Regions from separate parts of the Mus musculus genome. Here regions 2 and 3 are each linked to region 1. The links are chromatin contacts, called in public Hi-C maps. All regions are on one chromosome and are shown on one strand. The core of a region is the stretch at or near the end of the contact, and the rest is flanking DNA. Distances in the headings are between cores, read along the strand shown. Region 1 overlaps Ttc7b (tetratricopeptide repeat domain 7B). Region 2 has its middle 10 kb from the start of Gm10432. Region 3 overlaps Ttc7b (tetratricopeptide repeat domain 7B).

Evidence for each region. A called contact is a pair of places that touch in the nucleus more often than the background predicts.
Region 2: a Hi-C map of cerebral cortex shows a contact between it and region 1, with 2.7 times the contacts expected there. The contact joins two enhancer-like sites. A contact is called at or near these places in 2 of 484 Hi-C or Micro-C datasets (cerebral cortex and forebrain) and 2 of 115 datasets of contacts at active chromatin or transcription factors (the SCID.adh cell line and embryonic stem cells).
Region 3: a Hi-C map of forebrain shows a contact between it and region 1, with 4 times the contacts expected there. The contact joins two enhancer-like sites. A contact is called at or near these places in 1 of 15 datasets of contacts at CTCF or cohesin (large pre-B cells), 5 of 484 Hi-C or Micro-C datasets (bone marrow-derived macrophages, cerebral cortex, embryonic stem cells and 1 more) and 1 of 9 other capture datasets (liver).

Annotation. Positions count from the first base shown.
Region 1 is chr12:100,478,341-100,482,464 of GRCm38.p6, reverse strand. All of the region lies in intron 3 of Ttc7b (tetratricopeptide repeat domain 7B), which reads left to right. It overlaps Gm36375 (elastin-like), which reads left to right. Exons shown (of 2, transcript XM_006516439.4): 2 at 1-4,124. Among named protein-coding and RNA genes, the nearest start is that of Gm36375, 15 kb to the left of the region's middle. Within about 2 kb of position 1,679, at least 78 of the 459 cell types and tissues checked have an H3K27ac peak or open chromatin away from gene starts, as enhancers often do. A contact at or near this core is called in cerebral cortex and forebrain, where this site is marked.
Region 2 is chr12:100,264,336-100,268,459 of GRCm38.p6, reverse strand. No RefSeq gene overlaps it. Among named protein-coding and RNA genes, the nearest start is that of Gm10432, 10 kb to the left of the region's middle. Within about 2 kb of position 2,414, at least 58 of the 459 cell types and tissues checked have an H3K27ac peak or open chromatin away from gene starts, as enhancers often do. A contact at or near this core is called in cerebral cortex, where this site is marked.
Region 3 is chr12:100,314,538-100,318,661 of GRCm38.p6, reverse strand. All of the region lies in intron 19 of Ttc7b (tetratricopeptide repeat domain 7B), which reads left to right. Among named protein-coding and RNA genes, the nearest start is that of Gm51958, 33 kb to the left of the region's middle. Within about 2 kb of position 2,396, at least 43 of the 459 cell types and tissues checked have an H3K27ac peak or open chromatin away from gene starts, as enhancers often do. A contact at or near this core is called in cerebral cortex and forebrain, where this site is marked.

The DNA.
Region 1 (4,124 bases), core at 430-2,929:
GCTGTGTGTAAGGGGCTAGCGAGACAAGTGTGTGTGGGAAGCGTGAAGGTAGTTCCAGCCCATTAGACAGGAACGCCCAAAGCAGCTGAGCCTCAGCCTCGGGAGGAGGCTTCCCTGGACCTTAAGGAACCTATGGGACTGGAGCTGAAGTGAGGAGTTCTGATCACCCGGGAGTCTGCTCAGCCTAAAAGGATCTCTAGGGTCCTGGCTTATTGGTCAGAATTAAAGGCTTCTTGGTATATAAGGTGGGGTGACTGGAGCTCACTGTGGAGAGCCACAGTGCAGGAGGAGAGCAAGGACTGATTTGATGCTCCCAGTGGTGACAGGGTTATCTGGAGGTAGGGTACTCAGTGGAGCTCTGGTCTCAGGAGAGAGGGGTCTGAGTAACATGTGACTTCCCCTCTGTGTGCTTCCTATTGCGGCAGGTGATGTTCACGTACGATGAAGGCAGCAGCTAGACAGAGACCTGAGTGTCAGCTCAAGTCAAGCTGAAATTAAAAGTCCACAGTAGAGTACAAGTGTCCCTGTGCTCAGAGCTTGGGTTCCCAGTGAGTTTTCTGCTGAATGTAGGCACACTTTTTTTTCCTTCCAGAGTTGTGGCCGGCTCCCAGATGGCCAGGCTGGCCTCATATCCTGCTGTGTTCTACCCACCCACCCCTTCTCCAGGCCGCCTGCTGCCCACTCACCTGCCCCACCTCCTCCAGGCCCACTCCCTAACTGGCTCTGTCTTCTTCTAGCTCGTTGCTGTTCTCTTGTCCCTTAGCTCTGGTCTCAGGAGAGAGGGGTCTGAGTGACATGGGACTTTCACCCTCATTGACACTGTTTGTTGCATGCAGACCCCACCCTCCTCCCGCTGGTTCCACACAGTCTAGGTTGGCACTCTGCTTTGGTTTAATCGTTTCCCTTCTGCCACTTGCCTTTCCATAACTGTATCATTAATTAATTAATTCATGGGATTAGCAATTACACGGGCACATGGTCTAGGCTGGGCAGTGAAGCTGTGCCATGTCCACGCTGCTTGCCTTGCTTCTGTGTACAGAGGAGGGGTGGAGCTGCCTCACAGGCTACCCTACCCGCACGAGACCGTTTGTTAGCTTTGCCCTGGCATGCCGGGTACACAACTGGTCATGAACTCTACTCGGATAGACACTGGTTGTTAAGTCGGAAGTGAGGGAATTTCAGCGTGTCTGAAATCCTGTCTATTTAGATGAATATAGATGTGGTCCAGCATGCTTTGAAGCACATAATCTTGTCTGTGGCTCCTTTCCTGCTGACCCTCACCTCCAGGTCTGTGGACTGCCTCCCATCTGTCTGGCTAAAGAGCCTTTGTAATGCAGTTAGCTCTTGCACTGTGGCAGTCGGGTTCCTCCTAGAATCTCCTAGGGGCCCGGACTTGCACCAAGTCTGATTTGGGCTATCACCCGGCCTGGCTCTTGTGTTTTGACTAATTGGATCCCAGGTGCAAGCCTTGCTTGGTCACAACCCCTCCTAGTCTTCTGTGGCTGCCAAACCATGTCTAGTGCTCATTTTCTTCCCCCAGATATTCATGATGTGTTGGAAATGAAGAAGAAAACACACACACCCATATTTGGAAAGCTCAGAGCTCTCTTGGGGGCGGGAGCAGGGCACAGACTGTTCTGTGGACAGCGAGGTGTTGCAGTGTGGCGTAGGGTGTAGCTGTTCACAGCGGGCTGGGGAGAGCGCAGAGCAGGAGAAACAGGAAGCCCCACTTTGGCTGCATGTCCCTGCCCTGTGCCTTGCCCAGTGCCCATGAGAGGTGGCAGCTTCTGTGCAGAGAGGCCTCAGGGTATGTAGGGACTACTGAATGCTGGGTTCTGGGATGTAGTACTAAATTATTGGTGGTGATTGCATCTTGCAAGGTGTCCTAAACATGTCCTAACCACTTGGCCCTATTCCCCTTGATCCTTGCTACCCTAAAGACAAGCATGGCTACAGGCCCCATTTAAGAGAGCTGGTGGGAAGATTCATCACTCCACCTCTTCACGGTTGTGTCACCGTGAGACTGCACACCCTTAGTGACAGAGGTTGATCCTGGTTGTGTTGAGGTCCTTTGAACAGCAGCTCTTAGAACCAGTGTAGACTCTGCAGGAGGTTGTGGACAGACAGCCTTTACTAAACAGTGCAGGCAGCCCTCAGACTTTTTTGTTTAAGGATATCTGGGACACTTTGGAGTTCCGGACAGGTTTTAAAAATCCAGAACCCAGAATTATATAGCAAGATGATAAACCAAAAGCTGTGGCTTAGGGCCACATCTGTCAGGATCACAACTTTTTGCAGGGGTCAGAGGTCGTTCTGCAGTAGGTGGGCAACTGCCACCAGGGGTCGCAGGAGCCTCATCAAGACTCAGACAGGAACCACTGTAGCGCATGCGCAATTGCTCCTTTCCAGGTGCATCACATACCTTACTTAAATTTACATGCCTCAGTACAGGGGAACACCAGGGCCAAGAAGTGGGAGTGGGTGGGTAGGGGAGTGGGGGGGGGGCATGGGGGACTTTTGGGATAGCATTTGAAATGTAAATGAAGAAAATACCTAATTTAAAAAAAAAGAAAAAAAAAGAGTTTTAAACATGTCCAATAGCTTATAAGACAATAATAGTTTTTGACTCTGGACTTTAAAGACATGCCTAGTTCTTTAAATTGTGATCAATAACATATTTTCAGACCCAGCAGTAAAACCAATCAACCTGAAAAAAAAATTATCTGCTTGCCATTTGTGTCTTAATACCTTATAGTTCCTACCCTGCTCCAAGGCAGGCTGACTTAGCGTCCCTATAGGCCGAGCTGGCATTTGCAGTTTCGGAGACTGAGGTCACTGGGTTATTAAACGGGAGTTCAGAGATGCATGGAGAAAATTGAGCTGCCTGGGCTTCTCTGTTAAACTGGAACTATAGTGAGGAGGGTCCAGGAATGCCCTGCACTCTCTAGGAGGAAGCTCCATAGCCTGTAGTTGTTCAGCTGGGTCACACCCAGGCTTATCAGCCTGTCATGAATGCCTGGGACAGCTTTAGCAGAGACTGAGTTTACACAGGGACCTTTGAAAAGGGAAAGAAAACATGAGATCGTTAGCGGGGATCGTGCCCTGTATCCTCCTGGGTGAAGGTCCGTGGTAGTAAGGAAGCCCATGTGAAAGCGCCAGGGTTTCCTGACGGGTTCTTTGAAGCAACAGAATCTTGTCTTAAGCTTTAGCAATCGCGTGTTTACAAATGAACATGACCTTCTAGGTGAGCAGTAGAACAAGACAGTTCTCTGATCTTTGGGGGTTTGTGTCCCAAGAAGCTACTGAAGTAGAAAGCTCACGAATCAGTGCCTGAGACCGTGTGAGACACCGGACACAGCCTCAACTCCCCTGTGCTTATGTCCCCTGTGTCTAGAGAGCGTGCAGGAGACCAGAGAAGCCTCATTGCGTTTCTTTGAAAAGCTGCTTTCTGCATTTGAAGCTCTGAGATCCCTTTGGATGGTGAGGGGGCAAGTCGTTTTCTAGAGAAGTCCATGTGTGGTAGGGATGGACGTCAGAAGTAGGTCACTGCCGAGCTCCTGTGTGCCAATTTTGCTATGGTGGAAAGGAAGCTCAGGACTTGTGTGTGGGTTGGGTGGGGGTGGGGGATGCTGTCTGGCCTTGATGGTGTGGAGAGCTGCTAGCAAACTGTACCTCTCCTTTGAGCTTCCCACCCTTTCTACTCTAGAGGCTGTGATTGCGCTGTGGCAGGAGGCTTCATGCCGTATGGAGTGGGCCTCGCAGCTCAGGTTGCTGGCCAGGGCTGCCTGTTTATATTTAGATGCTGTAAGAAGAGCACAAGTCCTTTTGCTGCTGTTGACCCACATTCATATTTTATGTTGTTTGTGTTGGTAGACTTCTCTTTCATTGGTTTTCCTTTTGGAGGCAGTAGGAATTCAAAGAGTCCATAGAAGGCTTTAAGACAGTTTTAAGTGAAGGTCTGCAGAGGTGTCTATTCTGAATTATCTTTTAAAACTTTAAAATTTACATGTTTGTTTATTTAGTATCTTTGTGTATGCACGTAGAGTGTGGAGGTCAGAGGGCAGTTTGCAGGAGTCTGTTCCCTCCTCCCACCGCAGAGACTCCCAGATCAAGCTCAGGTTTCC
Region 2 (4,124 bases), core at 1,165-3,664, 210 kb after region 1:
AACTACATGTTTCAGTCATCATCCTGTTTGTGTGTCATTAGCAAGGTTCTTGGTGATTGCACATCAGACTCCAGTTAGGAGGTGACAGTCAGTAGCCTCAGTCAGACCCTTCTGGCCTGGCTCCAAGCCTGGCAGTTTCCCAACCTGCACTGTCCTACCCAGCATCTTCTTCCAGCTTAGTCTGAGATAACCCCAGGGGAGGGGTGGGGGGGGTGGCCTCAAGGGACCAGAGCATCAGCTGAAGACAGGCGGTGGAGCTCTCCGTGGTCCTGAATTTCCCCTGTGGTCCCTGCTTAGCGTGAGGTGGTTTCTTCGGGAAGCAAATATGAGGGGAAGAGGATTTGTGTAATTCTGGAGAGCCCTCCCCCTCTTCTTCCCACGCACGCTCCCTGGAACCCTAACAGGCTTCTCTTGCTGACTAATGTAATAATGAAAAATAATGAATCAATATTAGTTAGTAATAATTAATAACCTTATTGTCGGGGTCTTGACTGAGCTGGGACCTTCTCAGGAAGTCTTTCCTGGTTCTTCAGAACCAAAAGCGGTCCCCTCCTGGATGCTCGGGTAGTACCCTCTACATCTTGAGTTCTAATGTGTGATGTCACTTGTCCAGTCTGAACAGCGAGTTGGAAGCTTCTGGTTGGTCCACTTCATTGCTGCATGCCCAGAAGACAGGTGACGGCTATAAATTCTGGCTCAGCAAATCAGTTCATGAATGACACGAGTCTGTGGTGGATGGTCTGGGGGAAGGACTAAGAACCTGTGGTAGGAACCTGGAAGAGAAGCAAGAGCTTGGAGTGGTCCTTCCTCTTAGGAATACAAAGTTAACAGGAGCTGGGGGCCTAAATCCTGTTTCAGAGAGGCTGGTCCTGAGGCTCAGGGAGGGGAGGTGACTCTTCTGTGACTGCATAGCTCAGGAGTGAACTGAGCTCCTTGGCTCTGGTCCTTGTGCCCCTCTGCTCACAGCAACATTTCTCTTCTCTAGATCAAGTCTTCACCATTGTATCAGGAAGGCACTGGGATGAATCTAGAGGCAGATGACAAAGCACTAAGATTCCAGGGCAAATTAAGACCCAGGAACTTAGTCTCTGTTCTTCAGAAAATGGCTTTAGGAACCACGGGCCAGGTGCAGAGGAAGCACTGTGCTCTTGATGAGGGACTTCTGATGTCTGAATTTTATCAAGAAAAACAGGATGGGAAATTCCTTTCCCAACATATCCGCAATTCTGCAAGAGTCATAGTCTGGACAGCTGAATCCTATTGGAAGGTTGTGGTGTGAGTGGCCCGGCCTGGCCTCAGTGTGTCCATAGCCAGGACTCCAGAGATGGTGCAAGTCTCCTCCTCTTGGTGGCCTGTGGGTCTGAGGGAAATTCCAATGCTCCGAAGCCTGTGAACATCTTTTGCAGCATGTAGATAGGACGAGAGCTGGGCTACAAACAGCATCCTGTTTATGGGATTACCCCCAATGTCTAGCATAAATCCATCTCAAGATGAGGACTATCTCATATGTTTGGATCCTGCAAGGCTTTGATGGTCAAAAGTGGGTTACTTTGGGCGAAGTTACTGAACCAAGGCTGCTCAGGGGACAAAGTTTGGTCTGATCTCAAGTCTGCTGTGCATAGACTGGGATGCTGGTTAACATCATAAATCTCTAGGGTCTGGGAAGTCCAAGTGAGAAGTGCTGACAGATAAAGTGTCTGCTGGGACCCTCCTTCTTACTCTTAGGTGACACATTCTTATTGTGTCTTCACATGGTAGAAGGGACAAACAGTTCTTTGTGGTCTCATAACTAATAGCACCAAGGACTCTACGAATAACATAACCATCTCCCACAGGCTATGCCTCCTCATATCATACAGTAGTGATTATATTTCTGTACATGAATGCTTGGGACACACAAATATTCAGTCACAGCTCCTCGACACTGCTGTGTCAGGGGAAGAAGCAGAGGTTGTGGAGTCTTCCTCACAGCTCTACTCTTTTCTGCATCTCCCCGGCAGCCTGCAGTGCTCTGCAGCTAGCCTGTTCTTCATCTATGATGTCCTCAGACCTGCTATATCCACCAAACTCATATCTGGCCTGGGAGAGAGAGAGAGAGAGAGAGAGAGAGAGAGAGAGAGAGAGAGAGAGAGACCCATAGGGTTTGAAGCGTGGGCAGACTTGAGCAAGTCACTGTTCCTGCCTGGCTAAGTGTTTCACCTGTGAAATAGGGCAGGCTACATGTTGTCTGAGGGCTCCTATCCTAGATTCCGTGGGAGCAGAGCTGGGCCCCCATCAGAATTGTGCTGGCCTGGAATCCTGGCAGCCGCCGTAGCTGGCCGCCCACGCACAAGCAGGCAGGCAGGAGGCAGGGTGCTGCAGCCTCATTGCCAAGAGCACAGAGAACTTTCCACTGGGTCCAGATTTTTTCATCACCATGGCAACTGCTGGGGGGTGGAAGCAGAACTCTTCAGAATACTGGAGAGAGATTATATGGGAGAAGGGAGAACAAGAAATTGAGCACAGAGCCAAGCTTCAAGTCAAAACCAGCCACCGGTGGGCCCCACCTTACACACACACACACACACACACACACACACACACACACACACACACACACTCTTCCTTCCCTTTCCTCCAAGCCTTCTCTCTCTTTTGATGTTTTCCTATTTGTGTCCATCCTTCTCAGTCCCTTCCTGAGCTCTGGCTCTCAGAAGCTGGGTGATACCATTATTCTTAACACAGTCTGTACCAGGCGCTATTTCTGGGGCTTTATACATAAGGATTTATTCTACCACCACCACCCCTTCTCCGAGTCCTGGGCAGCAGGTCCCACGATTTCACAGATGAAGAAGACATGGAGGCCTGTGGAGGTTCAGGGACTTGCTCAGCCTCTACTGGGTATAGTCCCATTCCAGAGGGGACATCATCAGCCCCTGTGGTGTTAAATGGTCTCAAGTTGAGAAACTGAGGCTGCTAATAAAATGGGTAGTGACCTTAGGGACAGACAGGGAACATAGGAGGATGTGATGGGGTCTTTCCAGTTCCATCCCCTCTGTCTGAAGTCTTCATTGATCTCCCAGCTTCAGTGCGAGCAGAGAGCCAGTGGCTGGCCTCATTGCCTGCCTCCACTTTTAGGCTAGCTCCCAGACCTGCTTGCCCATCATTCAGGCTCAGGGAAAGATCCATTGGAGATTACTGGCATTTGGATATGCGTGTTCCATTCTCAGCATCCTCCCCACTTCCCTGGGAATTCCCTGCATGGAGAGAGCATGACTTAGGACACCTGGCTCAGTGCCTCATCAGAATTCCAGGGGGGCGTTCACTCAAGTCCTCCAAGGTACCAGAGAGGAGGTGACAGGAAGCCATAGAGAAGGCTATTGCAGACGCAGCAAAGATGATGACACAGGCCTGCCAGCTACTTGGTGGGACCTGAGGGTGAGGATGCATTCAGGCCTATGATGAGACCTCACAGGGCTGAGGTGAAAGGCCCCTGAACATTCGCAGAGCAGTTCCCACACAGGTCCACAGCCTTCTTCCACTGGCCAGTGGGTTGTCATCCCACCCATGTCATCGAGAGCTGATGGGACAGGTGTGAGGCAGCAGCTCACCTTTAACTCCTTCTGCCATTTTGGCCGGTGGAGAATCTGGTGGCAAAAGCAAACCCCAAGAGCCTTGTCCTGGGCTAAATCCTCTCCTGAGGAATCAGATACCCCCTCCCCTCGATTACTTATTTCCCTCTTGAGGAAAACATAAAATAAAAGCAACTCATAGCAGCAGAGAAATCATGGCACCTCATGTGGCAGCTGGTTCTATTCCATCCACGGTGCGGAGCCAGAGAGAGATGGTTGCTGCTGCTCAGACTGCTCTCCTTGGTTCAGTCCAGGATCTCTGCCTGAATGTGGAAGGGTGCTGTCCACATTTAGGGTGAGTCTTCATACCTTCATTAAGCTAATCCAGAAAACCCTTTGCTAGCATGCCCAGAGGTTTGTCACCCGGGTGATTCTAGATCTAGATCCTGGCACATTAGTAATCAGTGTTGACCATCACGACCCCCAAATGAATGGATCTGCAGCCCCTGTAACCCTGAACCTCCCCCACCCGAAGGGTCCACTGGGGTTTCAGTCAAATATATATCCCTGGTT
Region 3 (4,124 bases), core at 1,147-3,646, 160 kb after region 1:
GTCACTGTATAGGTTCGATATAGGATGAACTGTCAGCATCACTGTCATTGCTAGGTGTAGATTTCCTCTGTGATTTCTATGAGCTGTGAATAGAACACGTCCTCTTGAGGAAAACATCCATGGCTCCTGTCCAGGGCCTCGGGGGCCCTGGGGTTGCTCTGTGAATGGGCTCCCCTGATGGGGGCTTCACGGTCTGGTTTGGAGCATGTGGCAACTCTAGAAACAGCCAGTGCAAGATGCAGTGAGTATCCAAGGGCATGATTGGTGCAGGGACAGAGCAGCAAGTGTTGTAAGTGATATCAGTTGTAGCTCCGAGATTCTTAAATTCTTTTTTTTTAATTACTTATGTTTAGTTTATAACTGTTTTGGGGTGTTGGGCATCTGTGTCCTCCTTTAAGCAAAAGGGACGCCCCCTGGGCATAGAGAACCTGCTTGTGATCACTTGGCTCCTGTCCAGCATAGCCCAGCTGTCCCTACCCTAACCCTATAGTTGAAGCATCCCTCGGGGCAGGGACTTCCTCCAGAGGCAGTTTCTTTTTGTTTGGGAGCCCTCCAACCCAGCAACACTTGTCCCTACACTGGCCAGGAAGAATTGGCATCAGGTGACCTGGCTCTCCCTAGAGACCGTAGTCACAGACCCAAAAAGCAACCTAGGGCAGAACAGGCTCTCAAGTGCAAACTGTGTGGTGCCCTGTAGCATTAAGTCTTTCTTCACCTCAGCTGGAGGGAAATACCAGAGCTCTGCTTACTTCTGATTTTGCTCTGAAGTCTTAGGTGACTGGCAGCCAATTCAGTCTCAGTACCTAAATGTTTCCAAATCTGATATATCCTACCCATGCCGTTATCCTTAGAAATGCTGTCCTCTTGTTCCAATACAGCATACCAACTAGGCTCTTCTGCCTTCCTGCCGCACACAGGAAACTTCTTGGCTTGGGAAAGACATGGAGATTTTTTGCCTGGGTTGGTCTGTGTTTCCCTATAATGTTTCCAACTCCTGTTACAAATTCCTGGCCCCTGCATCTTAATCCTGAGTTTCTTTCACTCTGCCTCCCTCCCTAGCCTGCTACCTACCTTTGAACATGGATTAAGCGTATGACTGCCACCATGTTCTGAACTCCCTGCTGAGTGCTGTGGGCTCCTTTTGGGCCATGTCAGCTCCACTTGATTTCTGGACTTGCAGAAGAATGGTAAAACTTTTAGGCCCAAAGCTTTTGGGAAGCCATCTCCCGTGGGAAGGTCTCTTTGAATAACAAATAGAAGTCCAAAATGGACACGTAGCAGGTGTGTGCCTTCAGACCTCACCTCACCAGTGAGTTAGGTGAACTGCAGAGTTAGAGATCATCACAGCTTCTTCATTTTAGCAGAAACCAACTAGGAAAGAACAAGGCGGATGCCGGTGATGACTGTACCAGAAGTCCTGACTACATCACTTCTGAGGGTACTATATACAGTGTGAGTCTGAGATGCTCAAGTGGTTATAAAAAAACATCCTTAATTTTAAAGGGGGTTTAGAGATAAAAATGCCTGTCACTTATAATAAATAATCACCCTTCCCCCAAAATAGATTAATTAAGCTAATACAGAAGAAAGTTAGCAGTACCAGTGCGGTGAATCAATAGGTGATTGCCACCAAGCCTGACAACCTGAGTTCAATTCTCAGGACCCATGAGAGAACCGACGCCAAAAGCTGCCCTCTGACTTATGCAAGCATAGCATGGTGCACGCATGTGCATGTGTACACACACACGCACACACCACAATTTTCTTTATAAGGAAAAGGTTTAGCAGCTGTTAACTTTGGCTATTAGTTTGTTATATTAGCCTTTTTGCTTTTCTGAAGGTTTGAAATTGTACAAGATAAAATCTAAACAGCCAAGCCAATGTGATTATATTTGCTCTGTAGAGAGACCATGCTCTGGGCTGGTAACCTGGTAACAGAATCCTTAAGGACAGTTCAAGATGAGAAGTGCTGAGCAGGGAAGCCCAGTAAGGCTTGGTGCACGGACTGGAGAGTGCTAGCCTGGCATCAGGCACCTGCTCCAGGAAGAACTACCTAGTGATAGCAGGCCGCACACGACTAGGCTGGGTCAGTGACTTGGGGTTGGCAACAGGCAATAGCTGAAGCTAAGGCAAAAATCATAGAGAGGAAGCAAGAGAGAGGCCAAGAGCACAGTCCGTGGCGTGCCAGCACTTAGGGAGCAGGAGAGAAGCAACACTCGTGGGAAATCTAGGCTCTGACCAGTCAATCATGCGGATGCCACTGCTTGTCCCTGTAGAAGGGATTTGGCTGTGGCTCTACCAGATCCCACGTCCTTGAGCTCAGTCCTCTCTGCTCTCCATGCGGGACTCAGCCCTGCTCCTGCACCGTGCAGAAGGAGGAGCTCAGACGGCACAGCCTCTCTTGGCTACACATCAGGAGCAGACATGGCTTGAATTAGACACAGTTTCCACACAACAGAGCTGAGGCCCCTGGGCAAGTTGCCTTCCTTCTCTGGGCCTCGGTTCTTCTATCCATGAGGGATGGTGGTGATCACCCTAGCAGGAGTAAGCCATGATCACACATGTGAGCTAGAGGCCTGCAGGTGTGTCAAATGACAAATGTTTAGACGTATGAAGCACCCCCTTTTCATGTCTGTCTGGTGCCTGTTCTCCAGGCTGGTAACAACAGTGATTTGCTGAGAGGAGTAGGGAGATGATACACGCACATGCACACACACACACACACACACACACACACACACACACACACACACATACACGCACACACACATACATACTGGCCTGGGATCCTGCCTAGCTAAGAGTTGACTCTTGATTAGATCTATAATTGAAATTCTGGCCAGTGTCCTTCTAAATGCAGCAGAAGCCGCTAGCCTGGCACAGAGCAGCCTCTGACAGTGGATGCTGTGTCTTCATAAATAAAGCTCGGCCCCTCCCTATAGGAGTCCAGGGCCCTGCAGGTTCTCTCTCATCCTCTGCACCAGGCTGCCAGATCTAGACAGATGCATGGGGCCAGAGCCAAAGATCCCTGCGGAGATCTCCCAGAACAAACTAGAAGCAAAATCTGCTTCTTCCTAAGGACAACATGCGAGTTTCCAGGCCCTCCAAAGCAAGGCAGGTCAATCGAGTTATAATTGGCTCTCTAATTAGAACTCCCATAAGCTGTTAAATTCTTTACCTGCCGCCTGCGTTTTATACAAAGGTAACAAATACACTTGTGCCTTTGATTAAAGAGCCAGCTACAGTCACCAGCTTCCTGCTGGCAGCAGCCCCCTCCAGCCACCACTACCTCACTCAGATGCCTGCACACCCACCAGCAAGCATCATAGGCAACACAGCTGTCAGCTCAGAAGGATCTCTGGGAAGTCAAGCTCAGAGGTCATGTTGCTGGCAACCAGGGGGAAGCTGCAGAGAGTTAGCCATGTTTCCAGGGTGACACATTCCTCGGGAGATGCATAGATCCTGGGGCCCCTACCAGAGCTGCTCCATGCTAAAGAAAGTTCATCCTGTGCCCCTCTGTATTCTCAGTGCTGGAAGAAAATCGGGGTTTGTGTTGTTCCCTTCAACCCTCAAGAGAGCAGTATGGTTTAGTCTTGATAGAAGGACTTACTTTGTAGAAAATGGCAAATGCCACACATCTGGGCTTTTTTTCTTCCAGAGAGCCATTTTGGCCATTATATCACTTGCACTCATGGGCCAGAGAGGGAATTGCTGTTAAGGAGGGAAGCAGAGAGACATCAGAGGGACCATGGATGAAGAACACTCAAGGCCACGCCTCAGAAGCTGCTGTGGCGCTGAGCAGAGGCAGGGCTGAAGGAACCGGGGAAGGAAGTACTGCAGAACTGCCCAGGCCAGGGCCAGAAAGAGTAGTGGCTAAGAGTAGACAATTCGGAGCAGAAGCAACAGCATCTAGAACATAGCTCTGACATGCACTGGAGATCTGTCTGACCAGGACATGTCATGTTTCCTCTACAGCAATCATGCCAACCTCTGGTCTGCCCTCAGGGATGTAGACATGGTTCTGGCCTAGCACAAGCACCTCACCTCAGTACCTGACCTTCCTCCAAAACCAGTAGCATGAAAGTCACATGGGAAATACGAGACTCCTCCAGGCCCCCAGGATG